Regions from separate parts of the Gossypium hirsutum genome. Here region 1 is linked to region 2. Evidence: chromatin contacts called from public Hi-C data. All regions are on one chromosome and are shown on one strand. Each heading gives the region's core, a stretch centred on a gene start, on an enhancer-like site or on the middle of the called end of the contact. The rest is flanking DNA. Distances are from core to core; before and after follow the strand shown. Region 1 holds the start of LOC121232327 (nuclear transport factor 2). Region 2 holds the start of LOC107952888 (serine/threonine protein phosphatase 2A regulatory subunit B''alpha).

The links. Hi-C and Micro-C count contacts between places; a contact is called where the count stands out from the background.
Region 1: a contact with region 2 is called in a Hi-C map of leaf, with 3 times the contacts expected there. The contact joins the promoter of LOC121232327 here to the promoter of LOC107952888 in region 2. A contact is called at or near these places in 2 of 34 Hi-C or Micro-C datasets (both in leaf).

What each region holds. Positions count from the first base shown.
Region 1 is chrA07:41,308,160-41,314,247 of Gossypium_hirsutum_v2.1, forward strand. It overlaps LOC121232327 (nuclear transport factor 2), which reads left to right and starts at 2,512. Exons shown (of 9, transcript XM_041118081.1): 1 at 2,512-3,010; 2 at 3,111-3,245; 3 at 3,364-3,673; 4 at 4,096-4,352; 5 at 4,783-4,972; 6 at 5,283-5,416; 7 at 5,521-5,589. The coding sequence starts at 2,978. It overlaps LOC107952728 (pre-mRNA-processing factor 39), which reads left to right. Exons shown (of 18, transcript XM_041118079.1): 16 at 1-39; 17 at 1,081-1,197; 18 at 1,905-2,343. The coding sequence ends at 2,027.
Region 2 is chrA07:40,609,956-40,616,047 of Gossypium_hirsutum_v2.1, forward strand. It overlaps LOC107952888 (serine/threonine protein phosphatase 2A regulatory subunit B''alpha), which reads left to right and starts at 3,299. Exons shown (of 14, transcript XR_001698979.2): 1 at 3,299-4,102; 2 at 5,082-5,324; 3 at 5,471-5,576; 4 at 5,715-5,814; 5 at 5,946-6,051.

The DNA.
Region 1 (6,088 bases), core at 1,262-3,761, 700 kb after region 2:
GCACAGGCACAACCATGGACTTCTGGCTACAGCCAACAGGTAGATTGCACTTCCAGATATAACTTTTCATTGTAACTGGAATATCCTCGTCTTATTTTCATACTATCCCAGCCTCTGAGTATGATTGATATCAGGAGATACTGTTAACTGGTACCATTTTATTTGGTGATGGTTTAGACTTGTATAACTGGGTGCCTTTAGTTTGTATCTGCTATTTCAAGCACTTCGTATTCCATTAAAAGTTTAAGAAGGCTACCTTGTCTTGATCAATATAATGCCATGTTCATAATAACTTACTGGAAAATATCTTGCGTCTCAGTTTTTCTGAACTCGTCCTTGGTGTATGCTAAAGTATTGAGGTTGGCATCTTTTTTCATGTCATTCTAGATTTACTTCTATGGCTGTGATGATCTTTGGCTTGCACTTATTACTGACTGGTTGCAAGAGTTAAACATAGGATTTCAGAGCGGTAGATGAAATGGAGTGGATTTGCAATTTGTGTGATCATAAGTTCCACTGGAGCTTGATGGATCATTTTTAGGATGCTAGCTAGATCAGTAATGTTGTGCAGTTTAAATGCTCAGCAAATAAGTAGCAACATTTCATGAGGAGATGAGAATGTTAGGATTGGAGGTGTGGGTGTATGAGGAAATACGGCATGATGAATAATGTAGAAGATAACATACATGGCAATAAACTTACACTAGTTTGGACATGAAATAGGATATACTCTGGTGGTAAAGTGTGATCTAATGGATATTCATGTAAATAGGAGAGGAACGGATGGAAGTATAACTTATTACCTTTCTTTTAAATTAGTGAGCTGATGGTGTGATCTTAAATAGAGGATAATGACTCCTTATGATATATACATATATGGCAGACTATGTAAAGGTGAAAGGCTTAGTTTGTCAGTCCTATTTCTTTGTTATGCATGGTATTACATGTTTGGATTATGTTGCCCTCTTATGAAGGGAAAACTAGCTGAAATGTGAGCATGTGATTTACGGTGGAAATTAATTCTTTGTTGAGTTTATATGGTTTCATGGATTTCATACTGTGTTCCTGTTCAATTTGTAGGCTGCATATGGTGCATATAGCAGTTATGGTAGCAATTATGCAGCTCCACAAGTGCCCACATCAGTTCCACAAATTGCCAGTTATGGTGCTTACCCGACTACAACATATCCAATGCAGGTATTCAGTTTTCTATAATTGAACCCTATACTTTTCACAGCTGATTCAAACTATAATTTCAAAGACTAGTGATACAAAAATCACTCTAGTGCACCAAGATCATTAAGGCTTTTCTTGGTTATGTGGAGAAGAAAAAAAAACAAAACTTATTAAGATGGAAATTGGAGGAAATAAGTAAAAAGATGAATATATATATTTATATACTTTTTCTTTCATTGAAGTGCTTGGTGGGAAAAGTAGAAGTCCAATAAAATGGAATTTTCTTTTTATCCTGTTCTTGATAGAGTGGAAAAATAACAAGAAAGTCAAAAGTTATATTATTTTAGTTACTATACCTTCTGTAAATTAAGATAAATAAAAAATAAAATTAGAAAACGATGGATAATCTTGTAAAATTTCATCCTGGTTGCTGACTTGCTACACCGAACTTTGGAAACTTGGACCTCATGTTCCTCAACACCAAACAGTTGGGAGAATTTTAGATATTTATATATATTGAGATTCATGTATATAATTACAAAGGGTTTGAATGATCCTTGGCCCTTAATAGTCCCATATGTTACCGAATTTTGTAACAAGAAACTTGTCTCTCGTTTCATCTGCTTAATAGCTTAGGGTAGTAAGTCAGTACTGAAGTTTAATGTTTTTGGATTGAACAACGTTGAAATTTGATAGTTCGGGCTAATGTTTGCTTTGATTTTGTGTAGAGCTTTCCTCAGCAAAGTTATGCTCAACCAACTGCTGCCACGACTTTAACCCCAGCGCAGCAACCTCCTCCTGCTGCTGCTGCTGCAGCTCCTCAGGCTTATTATGGTGGACCTTACTATTGAGTATCCAGTTTCTTTGGTGTCCCTAATTTTTCCTTATTTGGGTCTTATGCTTATCGCGGACTGTTTCTAACATGGAACAGTTAAGCGGAGGTGGACATTTTTGGGTCTTCGAGCGGGGGTTAGATTTTGAGAATACTAATATGTTTTAGTTGACAGTAGTATTGTGGTGTCCTTTTTTTCACTTCCAATTTTAGATTTTTTTTGTGTGAAGTTTGTACAAATGTTAGTAAAATTATGCTGTGATCTGTAGTTGGGTTTCTTATTTAAGTGACCAAATTGGAAAAAGTAAACACGAAGAAGGAACTTTTAATTTCCAGAATAGGTGCAAATTTTGGTTAGAATATCTTCTCAACAAATGGGCTATCCCTTGCATTTATTTAAATTATTTTGAGCCCAAAAGAAGTAGCTCGGGGCTCGTTGATTCAATCAATCTTTGTAATGTTAAGTGATTATTATATAAAAAATGAAAAAGAAAATAGTTTGAAACAAAAAACATCATATGCATTTCATTCTCTTTTGAGCAAAATCATATCAAAGCCGGTTTTTATATTTGCGTAACACGCCGCGGTTATAGTTTAATAGCCGATGATTTAGGTTAGAAAAAACAAAGGGCTGGGTTTAAACGGACGGCTGTGATATTCATATTTTTTGACTCTGTTTTCAAATTGCGAAGGTTTTTAACAATATATCAATTCATCTTACTCAAACTCTACCGTATTTATTTATTTTTTGAAACGGAAACAAATCGGCAACTGCTTTTCCCCCGTCATTTAAACTCTTAGCAAAAATCATTAAATAATTTATGAAAACAATCACTAGGGCTTCGGCTACTTCACCTGTAGGATTTCAAGACTTATTATAACATTTGGTGGGGGGTAAGGGGGTTAGATTAGATCTACATCCTCTTCACTGCATGTTTTGTTTTGAGGTCATTTAACTAACTCATCACAATGGCTCCCACTTCCTACCCTGGACCTGCTCAGGTGATTCTTTTTTTCTTCAAAAGAAAACGTTTTATGTTTCTCTTTGGATTTTTTTTATTATCTTACTAATCAATGATTTTGTTGTTTTTAAAAATTTCAGGTTGGTTCATACTTCGTTGGACAATACTATCAGGTACTTCAACAGCAGCCTGATCTAGTTCATCAGTTTTATTCAGATGACAGTACCATGATTTGGGTCGATGGAGATTCCTCTGACTCTGCTTCGGCGATGCTGGTAACTTCTCCTTTATTTTCAAGCTTCCTCTTTTCAGGAATAAACTTATCTCAATCCTTTTATTTTACATCATTATTGATTAATTTATAATTTATTGTTTTTTAATCTTTCTCTGCAGCAAATTCATGCCATGGTAATGTCACTAAATTTTACTGCAATCGAGATCAAGACAATTAATTCTCTTGATTCTTGGAATGGAGGTGTTCTGGTGATGGTTTCTGGTTCCGTTAAAATCAAGGATTTCAGTAGTAGAAGGAAATTTGTGCAAACCTTTTTCCTCGCTCCTCAAGAGAAGGGTTACTTCGTTCTTAGTGATATCCTACAGTTTATTGATGATGGAGTGACTTCACAACTTCCAGCTTCCACATTAAAAGAAAACAAGCATGATGCTCAACCAAATCTGTCAAGCCCTGTTGCAGAGCCACAATGTACTGTGTGCAGACTTTTTTCTTAATTTAATCTTAAGTTTTTATTTCAAGTTATAGCATTTTATGGACTTATTATCCGCATGCAAAATGTAGATGACTTAAGTTCTAACTAGTTTAGATGTTCTAACATAGATAGTAGAAATAGTTAAGTATATTTATACTCAATTGCTAATGTTATATACAAAAATTGAGGGATAATTATATCTTTGTGGCTTATTGTTACCTTAAGTTGCCTGCTTATAATCCTACCACTTGAGGCACTGAAGTCAACACCTTATTGTGGTCTTTACTTAACAATAACAAGTTAATCTCTGGGAAATAGTTCTTCTTCCCGCTGGTCTTTGTTATGTGCTATTCTGATGGTAGCGATTTTTATTTGTTTTTTTCTTTTTTGGTTTGGCCTAACATGTTGAATTTTACAGATTCTGACTATGTTTTGAAGGAAGAGGCCAGGGAATATGTCAACTCTGTTCATATAGATGATGATCCTGTTGACAAATATAGTCTCCCTGAGCAACCACAAGAGGAAGGTTTTGAAGATGAAGTTGTGGTGGAGGAGGCTCCTGCAGATGAAACTCTCGCTTCACAGCACAATTTGGTGGACATTGTGCAAGAAATCCCAGCTATCCCTTTGGAGGAACCTGTTGGGGAGCCTCCAAGGAAAACATATGCCTCTATTGTAAGTACTCCCCTATTGCTGATTATGCAAGTTATGTATGTTTATGACTCTTGCTTTTTTTAGGTTTCTCGTTGCCTATTCTTTACTTCTTAAATTACTATCATTTTATCTGAATGAGTATATACTTTCTTTGTCCCTAATGTAACCAAAATTCAGTGAATTCTACTCAAGTGTGTTGCATACAAGATCCAGTCTTGCATTACTGAAACATGCCCATTCATGAAAAAAGTAAACTGTTCAGACATGAACAAATAATAAATTATCAGAGGGGAATTATGGACACTTGCCATGAGTTATCAAATGAGTGTCGAGTATGATCGCACTTTTTCCTATCTGATACCCAGACTACAGATTAATGGTGTTTTATTTGTTGAAATTTAAACGATTATGGTTGGTTAATCAACGTTAGTTGGTGTTAAAAAAGGTGCAGTTGCGTGTTCCAAAGGAGCAAGCCGTTTCATCTGTTCGAGTGCAACCATCTTATAATAAGGTTTCCCAGAGTACTTCAGATTGGGATCATATTCCCGAGCCTACTAGTCGGCGGTCACATCTTGCTTGGTCAGATGTGTCTGAATCTGCAGCAGAAAAAGCAGTAGAGGAAGGGTTGGTCTCTGAAGAAGGTTAGTTTAGCTGTATCTACTTTGGTATGTTTTTTTTTTTTAATATCAGGAGTTACAGTGATATAGTTTCTATTTGATATTTTGGTTTGGCTAATCAATTGCCCTTCTCTAGCATATGTATTGGTTACTAAGCATCAGAGTTTCATTTCTACTCTTGAGGAATTAAAGGTTTAGAGGCGGGATTTTGGAAATACCTTTCAGGTTTAGAGTTGAGACAACTAGACAAGATTTAGAGGTCGCAATTCATATAAATGTTCATGATACTCGGTATTAGGAGTTGCAATCTGATTATTGATTTTCATACATTCAGGTGAATATATTGGTGAATACAAATCTGTTTACGTGAGGAACTTGCCCTCTACTATTACTGTGACTGAAATTGAGCAAGAGTTCAAGAATTTTGGTAGAATCAAGCCTGATGGTGTGTTTATCCGGAACCACAAGGTGATTTTCTTCTTCTTCTTCGTCTTCTTCTTCTTCTTCATCTTCTTCTTCCACCTCCTCCTATGTGGCTTCAAACAAACTAAAATTGTGTTAGATGCATGCAGGATGTTGTTGGTGTTTGCTATGCTTTTGTTGAGTTTGAAGACATTTTTGCTGTTCAAAATGCAATCAAGGTATGAATTTTCGTTTTTTCTCTCAAGTGTATATGTTGGATTGCAGCTAGTAGCCTAGTTACTTCCTGTATTTCTTTTAGAATTTCAAAGCTCTATACTTTCTCAGATTCCTTGCTAGTTTCCCTTTTGAATTATTCATCGAAAGTTTGTAACTATTTGTTTGACTTATGTTTGTCTGTAACATTGAGTTTACTGTAAAAGGAGCTTTGAGCACTCCTTAACATTGTACCACTGTGATTACATTTTAGTTTTATTTTTCATAGTTGTTCATATTGTTGGGAAATTTTAAGCTGCATCCATGTACTTTTGTGATGCTTTTATTACACTGCTTATGATGGATGAGATTGAGATGACTAGCACAACCATGAAAGAGCTTCTTGCGTAAATACATGAAAAAAGAAGCAGATTTTGAGAGGAGGGTGAAGGAAACCATGCACTTTTGTGATGCTTTTAAAAGAAAATTGACTTATAGCACCCTTAAGTGTCAAGGCTTTATAGT
Region 2 (6,092 bases), core at 2,049-4,548:
GAGTGAAAGGGTTTGAAGTTAGAGTTTTATGTGGAAATTCTGAATTTAAATAATTGTGAAATAACTTATAATGTCTAGGTAAAGCATTAATTGGGAAAAATTATCTTAATTGAGGGGTTAATTGAGCAAAGACTGAATTGTATGAACTGTGAAATTTGAGGCAAAAATCAAAATCAGCATTTGCACTAAAACAGTTTTGGACAGCAGCAGTAGTCTAATTTTGAAAAATCACCAAAAATTTTAGAAATCGAATTAGAGAATGAATAAAACATGAAATTAAAGCTTATTGAGTCTAGTTTCTTATAGAAGAAATGTGTAAGCAAATGAATTGTAAATCATGAGATATAATAGATTTTGTGAGACAATGTCAGAATGATTTAGGGTTCCCCTGTTCTGACTTTGGAAAATCATAAAAAATTGGATAAAAATAATTAGGGACTTCAATTTATATGTTTAAAATCCTTAATGAGTCTATTTTCAAGAGAAACAAACATAGACATCATCCGAATTCTGTACGAGGAGATAATTAATTTTTAGTGAAGAAGGATCAGAATTGTTAGACAGTAGAACAGGGGTGACTTTAAAGAATAAACTGTACTTATTGGCTAAACCAAAAATTCTTAAAATTTTATGATAAGAAGATATGTGAGTCTAGTTTCAGGGAAAATTAGCAGATCCTAATTTGGAGTTCTATAGCTAAAGATAAAAATAATTTAGTGACTATGACACGGATGGACAGCATTAGAATATACATAAGTAAATAATGAAATTATAGATAATATTACTTATAAGCAGGTTATAAGCATTAAGAATGTGAAATAGAGTGAAGATGAAGTCAATACTGATAAGTGAATGATTTTACAATGATAGATCGAGAACCCGAAGTAAGTCGAGGAAAATAAAAAATAGTTGATTAGTCATTGAACTTTCACAAATTTTGCAAATCGACCCAGGTAAGTTCATATGGTTGAAATTTAATGATTAAATGTTAATTTTATGAATTATATAATGTATGCTAAGATATTTTTATTGATGAATAGAGAATAAAATAACAACCTGAAAATTGAATAAATGATCAAATTGAGCGGAACGTTAGATTTGAGTACTTCTGATCAGTGACAAGTGATAGTGGTAGCCTCAGCTACACTTATCTAATCAGTGACAAATGACAAGTGATAAGTGGTAGCTTTAGTTGCACTTATCTGATTAGTGACAAGTGATCAGTGACAAGTGACAAGTGATAAATGTGATCAGTGTAAGACCGTGGCAAGACTATGACTTCAAAAAGTGATAAGTGATCATACGCAATACCATAATTATACTATGGCAACGTGGAAGTGAAGTACTCAATTTCTGTAATCGTTCCCTAATTTGGTTAAGAATGATATATGACAAATGAGCCCAAAAGAATTAAAGGAAATGGATAAGTGGTAGTGAGTTTATACAAAAGAACTCACCAATAACTGTGGTTGACAGATGAACTTAATAATTGTGTATATTGTATAACTGTATAAATATTTGGTAAGATTTATGTTTTATGCTTATGAACTTACTAAGCTTCTATAAGCTTACTTGAATGTATTCAATGTCTCTTATAGATTGGCGTGGAAGTATATGGAGGATCGGATCAACACAGAAGATCACACTATCTAGATTATCTCCGGTAGCTTTTGTAAATTTCCTTTTTGATTTATATGGCATGTATAAGGTTTGATGATTATATAAATGCTAAGACTTGTTTAATGAATATGCATTAAAGTAAATAATGATGAATATGTTAAATGGTATAATTATAATAGAAGTATAATTTGGTATCAAATTAGTTGGTTGGATTGGTCTCGGTTTTAAAATTTGCAAGGAAGGTTAGATATTTATAAAGGGGTTATATTGAGCTTATAAATTAAAAAAAAACTTTGGGATTTTGCAAAAAATTCCCTATGATTTCGATTTAATTCTGGTTTGGTCCCGAAGTATGTTTTGGGCTTTGGAGGCCCAAATAAAGGACGTCATGACATGTTTTAGTAAATGAACAGTATTTAACTCGTAATAACAGAAAATTAATTCGGTAAACTCCGGTAATGCCTTGTACCCTATTCCGGCTACGAATACGGTAAGGGCTGTTACATGTAAAATTTTGAACCGATCCGATATCTCTACCATATCGATCTAAAATACTCTATATATTAATATATGATCAATGGTTGAATTTTTTTTATATAAAACAACTAGCTAGAAGTTTTAAATTTACATCAAATCTGACAAACATAATCTACATGAACTTACCATAAAATATAACGGTTGAATCATTAAACTATTAATCATATAGATAATTATGTAAGTGTGTAAAACTATTTTAATTTTTACACTGTGTAAGTGGATCTCTCCCCATTATAATAATATTGATTATATATTATTTAGGAAGATTATTTATTGATTACGATATATCATATTTTATAGTTTGTACAAATAGTTATAATTATTAGGAATTTTTATTTGTACTATATTTATGGAATAAAAAATACTAAAAAACCTATCACACGTGTATGTAACCATAAAATTAAAACACAAATATGTGTTTAAAAATAATATACAATAAATAATGTAACTTATGGAGGTAATAGAGTCTACATAAATAAAATAAAAATGTATAATAGTATTAAAATAAAGTTTTAATTGATGGTAAATTAAATGTTTTATTGATGCAATCGACGTGAGTTTGAATACCATTATATGCATATTTTTATTGATTTTTTTAGTGAAAATACTAAAATATCATCGAACAATATTACTTATTTTAATTACAAAAAGACATTCATATAATTTTCTAACCTATTTGTATCCGATTAACTCGTGGCACCAACTCGATTAGGAGTTTAAATAATAATATAGATATAACTACTTGAGGTAATAGATTGAGCTTAATAAAATTAAAATATATAAAAATATTAAAATGAAGTTTTAGTTGAATGGTATATTAATGCAATTAGCATGGATTCAAATATCATAATATGTATATTTTTATTAATTTTTTAAAATAAAAAAATTAAAACATCCTCAAATTATATTATTTATTTTAATTACATAAAGACATTCCCGTAATTTCTTAAGTAGGTTGCTGTCAAAACTAACATATCCTCAATATTATTTATATCAATGGAGTTGATGTGTATATATTATTTTAAATGAGGGTTGATGAAACCATGTAGACCGTATAAACATCCGTATCTATGAATTGACCTCCACGCGCTTTGTTCGCTTTTTACTGTTTAAGTTCGGAATAGGAAAAAAAAATTATATCTTTTATCTTTCATCCTTCTTCGCTGCAGCTTCCTATTCCTTTTAGTTTCCCCTATGTCCACTCTCTCTGTAATAAAATCAAATGCTAATAATAATACTTTGATTTCTCTGCTCCTGTTTTCTTCCTCTCTCCGTTTCTTTTTAATTTTTAAAACCATTCCCTCCTTTTAATCAAATTCACGTCAAATCTCATTATCTTCTTGGCATTTTTAAGTTTTTTTTCCGCACTGAAAGTTAACGGAAAGTACTCGAGAATTTATCAGTTTCTCTTTTTGGAAGTAAAACAGGCTAAATTCTTTCGAGACTCTTCGAAGGATTTGGTATTTCAGTTTATTCATAACGCCGGCAGCTAGGGTTTTGGAGAACGGCGTATTTTAAACGGTTACGTTTCTACTTCCGTTGAAGAAAAAAAGGATTTTACCGTCTTTTTTCCTTAACTCTTTGGAGCAAGATTTTGTAATTAGTTCCACGGTATCGTCAATTTACCATATCATTTCGGAGCGTGTTCTTTTTCCCAGTTAGAGAAATCTTCGAAGTGGCGTTGATTTCTTTTTGCTGTTGCATTTGAAGAATTTGAAAGAGTTACAAGTTTTAGGGTGTTTATTTTTATTTAGTGCTGTTTGATAAGGTAGGCGAGATGTCATTATCTATAAAGATGGATATTGATGCAGTGGAGGATGTTACTTGTTTGGACCCTGAGCTTTTGCAGCTTCCTGATGTTTCTCCATTTGCACTAAAAGCCAGTCCTCAACTTGTAGAGGACTTTTTCTCTCAGTGGCTTTCGCTTCCTGGGACCGGCCACCTGGTACTGCTTTTGTAACTAAACTATAGTTGCTATTGATTTGTTAGTAATTTTTAATTACTTCGGTATTAGAATTTGTTTTCAACTTTAGTTGGCTGCCCATTGTTGAATAAAACGTCCAATGCTGCGAATTGTTGTCATTTGAAATTTAGTTTACCTTAGTTCATTCGAATTAATAACAATGATGATGTCTTTGAAGCCGACTGGTGTAGTGAACCAATGATCAGTGCAGGTTTCAGTGAATGGATGGTCACGAAGGCATCACACCTAATAAAATACATATGAATAAAATGACTTTATTTATGAGGATTGGGTGGGTACAAAAACTGCTTATCTCAATGAACTGACATATATAACTTCAACATTAAAAAGGTGGTGAATGATATTGATACATTATCATTCTGTGCATCATTCTCTGTGCGGGATGAGGAGATAATATCACTGTGGTTTAATAGGTAAACAGAGGCGAGCAAGTAAGTGCAAACATAGATTTATTACAGCCAAGAACGAATACCTTTGATGGTCCACTCATAGTCATGGAGTATCTTATTTGGTGGTTTTATGCTACCAAATGGAAGTCCTCATATATTATTTCCATAGGATTCTAGGGGTATCTAGGATGCAGAAAACTAAAAGGATTATTTCAATAGGTTCTGATCTGCTATAAGATGTTAATTAGTTCTCATGATAGGTTAAGAAAACCCATTAACTTACCGTTGAAAACTGTAACATTTCATTGTTCGATTTTGTAACTGTCTATGCTAGGAATAATATATACTTCCGTAATGTCTGAATTTGATAGAATACACCTCTATGACAAGTTAGAAACTTTTCTGCATTTAGATTAATTTAGAAACTTTTCTGCATTTAGATTAATTTTCGTTTCTGGTTGATAGATTTATAAAATATTCATCCCAATCAATGTATGGATGTTTTCTCATGCAATGAGCTTGGTTTTCTCCCTTTTTTAACTTGAGCACAGGTGAAATCTTTGATTGATGATGCAAAGTCAGGGACAATAGTTAACGCTTCTGCAAACTTTTCTACTCTAAATGCTGTTGGGAGCCATTCGTTGTCTTCCATGTTTCCAAGTAGCAATGCACCTCCACTTTCTCCAAGAAGCTCATCTGGTTCTCCTCGCACGTCAAAGCAGAAGTCCAGCCCTTCTGCTCTTGGCTCTCCATTGAAATTAGTTAGTGAACCAATGCAAGAAATCATTCCACAGGTCTGTTTGATAATGAAAGTCATTCCAGAGGTTTAGATATTGTTATATTTAATGCATTATTAGATTGGAAATGTTTATTTTAGGTTTTACTACCTAAATTTCTGAAAATACTTCTTACATATTTGTTTGCCTTGTAATTCTTGTAGTTTTATTTCCAAAATGGTTGTCCACCAACCAAGGAATTGAAAGAACAATGTCTTTCTCAAATTAATCACCTTTTTAATAATCCTCTAAATGGATTGCAAATAGATGGTGAGATATATATTTGATCTTTATGTCTTCATTTTATTTTTGTTTCTCCCTTCCACACATCCTTATCTTTTGGTCGTTAATTGTGAAAATTTCCCCTTCAAACTTCTAAGGAACAAATGTCCTTTTCTGGTTATGCAGAGTTTAAAGCAGTGACAAAGGAAGTTTGCAAGCTACCATCTTTCCTCTCTTCTGCACTTTTTAGAAAAATAGATGTAGAGTGGACTGGAATAGTGACCAGGTATGTGTTCTGTGAATTACACTATTGGTTAAACATGGTCTGTTTGAAAGCACTTGGTAGATGGCATTGACTGCTTCTTCTTTAAATAAGCTCTTCTATTATACATTCTCAAGTTTATCATTTAACTTCAGAGATGCTTTCATTAAGTATTGGGTTGATGGAAATATGCTGACGATGGATATAGCAACTCAAATATTTGAAATTCTTAAGCGTCCAGGCTGCAAGTACCTCACTCAGGTTTTCTTTTTGCATTTGTTTTGGACAAATTGTCTTAATTA